Regions from separate parts of the Sparus aurata genome. Here region 1 is linked to region 2. The links are chromatin contacts, called in public Hi-C maps. All regions are on one chromosome and are shown on one strand. The core of a region is the stretch at or near the end of the contact, and the rest is flanking DNA. Distances in the headings are between cores, read along the strand shown.

Region 1 (2,700 bases), core at 51-2,550, 260 kb before region 2:
CGACAACTTTCTGTCAGCGAGTACTTGCAGACGTGCAGGTACGAGCACCTGGCGCCGTCCCGGCAGCCACCTTTGGCGTTGTAATACCTGCAGGGCTGTCTCACAGGAGACTTTGAAAGAAAAACACAGAATATGTTTGAATGAGGTAGATGTAGTTATAGCTGTGTTCTCATAAATGTTCCCCGTCCAGAAACAAACCTGAGAATCGCTTTCCCCTTCTGATCCGTCTGACTCGCTGTCTGACTCATCGCTGACGTCAGACTCCGCCTCAGAGATGTTTTCCTCTTCAGACTCTGGAATGTCAAGTGTTTAGGAAAGCCTTTTAAGCTCAGCAGCTACAGTGTAAATGACATTTAAGGACATCACAATATCATAGGGGTTCCCTTTGTTTACATGTGGCGGACCCTGCCACCTTTCCAGCCTCAAACAGAAAAAAGATAGAAGACCTTATTTTCCTCTGAGAACGGCTTGTTGATTTACTTATGATTAAAATTAATATCTCCGAGTTTGTATCATTGCCTCATTAATATTACAAATATTTCAGTTCTGAGATTGGATTTCTTCTACAGTTCCCCGAACACACATGATATTCTCTCTGGTGCATGTACAGTTGATCTGCTGCCCCCTGCTGGGCAATTACAAGTTTTAGTTTTTGACTGCATGGTCATGATCTACCTGGTTGGAAAATACTTGAGAAATAAAAAGCTAATGAGGGCACCTTCAATTTAACACCACGTCAATGAGATATTACAGTAAAGCGTGATTTTAAACCCACTATATTGATGTCGGTCTATTAGTAGTTGTAAGTAGATCCTGCAGAGAGAGAGAGAGAGAGAGAGAGCGAGAGCTCCATTTTTAAAGAAACGAAAGTGAAAGTTTTAGAGTTATCCAAGTAATCACGGTAACATTAAATGATTAATGTGTACAGAACACTTGCACACATTACTGCACCATTTCCATCGTTTCCTCCCACTAATATCAACACTTATGTTGAGTTTTGGTTCGATATAAAGATCCGTCTCTGAATGTCTCATGTAAATAAACACATAAACAGACACACAGTGGACACAAACAGCTCTTATTATGAAGGGAAACCAGGAGGAAGTGTTCACAATGAATTTAACACCGCAGATAAATAACAAAGCGCAGCAGTATTTAGCGTTTAGAGAGTACTTACGGTGAGCAGTCGCCATTCTTTGGTTTGCAACAGCCTACTTTCGTTTCATGATTCTATTTTTCAGATAAACTGCTGCCCCACCCACAGCTGCTGTCTGCCAAGAGGCTGGCTCTGCTGAAGTGCCTCAGAGCAACAACTCCCTCAATCATGGGCTTTATAAATCCCCCAATTCCTGAACACATTTAATTATCTCTATTATTGTATTACTGTATGAATTGTACTGTTGTTTGTTTATCTTTCATCTAGAATTTCTCAATTTCTCTCTGTAAACGACTTAAAAATATATATAAGTAAAGTCATTATTATTATTTTTATTAAGTTAAGGAGTGCAGGAGTTTATTGGTGTTTTAAGAAAAACTCATGTTTAAATTGTATCTCTTGTCTTTTGTCTTAATTTCTCTGAAAATGAAATCATCCTGGTTATTACAGCTGTCTCTGCAACACACTAATATATACTATAAGATCTTTTATTGTGATTCATTATGTAATTCATTCTGTGGAATGTCTTTTATCCGGACCCTGAGTCTGTATTAAAGTTTAATTTTAGTTGAATTAAAATAAATATAAATAAATGACAGTGTACTTGATGATAAACACAGACATATAACTGAAAGAAGCAAAACAAAGCTAAACAGAGCTAAGTAAACATAAACATACATAAATATAAATATATGTATACATGGTAAACAGCACACACTGTCTATAAAAAGGTCATAATTGTATGGGTGATGTAAAAAAATATACAAATCAATCAAAGAATAAACAAATTAAATTTAGTAATCAATTATAAGACCAGAAAAACAGGGTGGAAAACACTAAAAACTGCAGTCTGATAACAAGAAGCTGGAGTACACGAAACAACCACAACGCTGGTTGGCGGTAGTGAGCTCATTCCACCGTTGGCGCCACCCCGTACACAGAGGGCGTTGAGGGCGCTCTGGTAAAAACACGCGAAGAAGAACATAGGGTCCTTCTGGAGCCGTAACGACCGAGCGACCTTTTCCTACGAAGGGTACTTGAGGAAAAAAAAGGACGAACAAATAAATAGGGAAAATGGAATTTAAGGATCACGATTACACGAACAACGGCTCTGATAGAGTCAACCCCATGGAGTTCACTTATAAAAGTAAGTACGGGCGGCAAGAAACGTCAAGTTTTAACGGAGCTAGCTAACGTTAGCGAGGGCACCTAGCAAGTAGGCTCCATGATGGAAGTACCCGAGAAGCACGCTTTTCACCCAACAACATGCTTCAGCCCGATCTCCACTTAGAATGGAGGCTGTGTTTGTAGTGTACACGAACGAATAATGACACGACATCAAACCAAGATGATAAACCAGTGGCTAAAAGTTGAGTTGTTGTGAGCTAACACCTGTTGCAAAGTTCATCTAACAGGGTGATGTCGTGGTAGGATAAGATGGTGATGGTGTCTCACCTGAGAAAAAAAGGGAAGAGCCAAAGTATCCTGTAGTCCCATTAAATATTAAAACAAATGCTGACAACTGAGGTCACTAAAGGCTGAAT
Region 2 (2,700 bases), core at 117-2,616:
AATCTCAAATTTAAAAACACCAATGAAAGGGTGGGAATATACAGTAACAAGAGGTCCAATCACAAACAGGTCGAGACACACAACAAAAGGCAACTCTAGATTATTGATTATCAGCCCTGGTTGATTATGGGGGCTGAGATTCATGTGCCATTATCTAGCTGTATACTGCAGGATTTAACCATAATTATAAGCACTCTTGTCGACGGGTATGGACAGATTTCCTCTGGCATGCATCAGTCTTTAATAAAGCAAATCCATTAGAGGAAATTGTTAGAATAGAAGCATACTTACGGGCTTCATTCACAGGCACCGATCTGGCTGAAAAGCAAAAGAAATACATGCATCTTTGAGAACACTTTCATCTGAAATGGACACATAAAAAGGGCAGCTCCGTGGGAAAATCCAGCACGAAACCCTCATAACATAGAACAACAATGAACCATATTTGGTTTCTGAGCCTCCAGGCGACACTGCCACAAAACAACCCCTCACAATGAATGGATTAAAAAGACCTCAGGTTTCCTTTACAACAAGACAAATCTTAAATGGCCGCTTGGTTTCGTTTTTTGAGAAAACACTTGGTACTCACACATCACACTGCCCAGTTTAAAATCCGTGTTGATCTCCAGCAGCTGGAAAGCCAGAAAGACAGCCAGGAGGAACGCAAAGATGAGCGCTGCCAACTTCAAAATACCTGAAGAGAGAAGAGAGGTAGATGAAGCTGTCAGGCGCCATTTATCATATTGTAAACAGCACATTCGCACAATAATTGCTCGGTATCTTAAGGAACATGTGCTTACCGCCGGCCCGAAGCATCATTGCGAGCCTCCAGCCCCTTCTCTCCAAGCTAACACCCTGTCAGGACAAAACAAAACAAACAAATGCTAGCAGCCAGCTCAGGTTGACTTTCGGTGACGACGCGTTAGCTTGCTAATAACGGTTTACATGGCGCTAAAAGCTAACACCACAGAAAGTTAGTCAAGTGTTTTAACCTCACTTTAGCTTTCGCTGAATTAGCTGTCACAGGGAATTCAACTGTTATAATGCATTTATTCTCAGTTAAGTGCCGGTATTACTGCCTGGAGGCGACGTTTTGGCAAGCTAACTGGCGTCAAGTGTGAAAACTGACGTTGACTCGTACACCGTTACTTCCTCTTCTCTGCCTATCTTTGCTCCGGGAATTCAGTGATAGAAATAACGGGGAAGAAGTTGAAGAAGGATGTAAAGACCTTGTTTAACTTACCCGTTCAGTCGCTATGATAACCACCTGCACCGGCTGTGGCCGACGGTGTCCCGGACTGGAGAGATCTGTGGGATGACAGCTGAAATAGACTGTTAAACGGGGGAGGTGGGCAGGAGGTGAGATGCTCCACTCTGTCGGAGAAATCGAAGACGAACGAGTGGGGGGAATTATTATTTCTTCTTTCAATAAATATTTATTTTCAGCCGAGGTTGTCCGCCATTAAAAGATAAAATCCCCATGTTCTCAGTTGAAATCAACAAGAATATATTCAACATTTGCAAAAACATTAATAAATACAATGACAGTAACACAAAGATGATGAAAACAACACTTCCTTGACAGCAATATCTCATTCATTAAACAGGAGGGGAAAGGGGTGATTTCAGCTTTTATTTAATTAGTTTTGTAGTTTGTATCACTAATACAACAAAAAATCACAGTTCACAGTGTAAAATGTTGCAATGTAGGCTCTCAAAATTATAAATACATGACCACATATTATACAAATTAACATGTTTCAAAAGCAGATTCACAGAAAACAGTTATTATAAACAACAATTTCATTATTATTATTATTATCAATACAACATACATTTTAACTCTGTGTCATCACTGTGTCATCCAAAATAATCCCATGAAATGCTTCTGAAATGTAAAATTTTCTTACACTCTTACACTCTAAAAATGACAATGAAGGAAAAGGTTATTACTAATATTTGGTTCTTAAAACAATGATCTCTACATGTTTAAGCCCATTTAATTTCTTTTTTTAACCTGAGACTCAAGTGCCATGTCATATTCAACCATATAACACAGTTCTGATACGACCATTGTGGTGGTGGTAGTAGTAGTAGTGGTGGTGATTTTTTTTTTCAGGAGTAATACATCTTCTCAATAACATATCTTCGTTACACTCGCACCGACTTCCTCATTTTTCTTCTTCTCTGTTTAAATCGAGGCAGATTAGACACGTGACAGCACCGCCAGCGCCCTCTGGTGGACAGATGCTATAAAACGTTTATTGTGCATTTAACTTAACCCGAACACACACAGTACAAAGAACACGTGAGAATAAAATGCTGTATTTTGTTTTTTGTTGTTTTTAAAAATGCACATTTTCTGAATTTGTCTCGTTTGTTTTTCACATTGGACAGAGAGTAAAAAAAAGTGCTGCAACACAGAGTAAAACTAAAATAACAATAATTCAAAAAAAATAAAAAAAAAATACTGTACACATAAAAGCAAAGCAAAGCAATGAAATGACAGTCAGCTCAATAAATTAATACATTTTCATGCTTGTCGTTCAGATCCTCGTGAGTGCTCCGGTCCAAACATCAGAGATAAGTCCAACAAAGTCTTTTTTCAGGGCTGCTTCCGACCATGAATCTTTATTACATCCATTAAAATGTGTCATGTGTCATTCAATAAGATCCTGCAGAAAAAAAAAAGAAGAAAAC

The links. A called contact is a pair of places that touch in the nucleus more often than the background predicts.
Region 1: a Hi-C map of an unstated tissue shows a contact between it and region 2, with 2.7 times the contacts expected there. The contact joins the promoter of LOC115595417 here to the promoter of fam3c in region 2. A contact is called at or near these places in 2 of 2 Hi-C or Micro-C datasets (skeletal muscle and an unstated tissue).

The regions. Positions count from the first base shown.
Region 1 is chr14:17,414,036-17,416,735 of fSpaAur1.1, reverse strand. LOC115595417 reads right to left here and starts at 1,300. Exons shown (of 10, transcript XM_030439861.1): 1 at 1,178-1,300; 2 at 199-293; 3 at 1-110. The coding sequence starts at 1,193. LOC115595747 reads left to right here and starts at 2,122. Exons shown (of 4, transcript XM_030440548.1): 1 at 2,122-2,303. The coding sequence starts at 2,231.
Region 2 is chr14:17,152,213-17,154,912 of fSpaAur1.1, reverse strand. It overlaps fam3c (FAM3 metabolism regulating signaling molecule C), which reads right to left and starts at 1,366. Exons shown (of 10, transcript XM_030440702.1): 1 at 1,244-1,366; 2 at 801-855; 3 at 590-694; 4 at 292-318. The coding sequence starts at 819. It overlaps LOC115595197 (sortilin), which reads right to left. Exons shown (of 21, transcript XM_030439361.1): 21 at 1,615-2,675. The coding sequence ends at 2,661.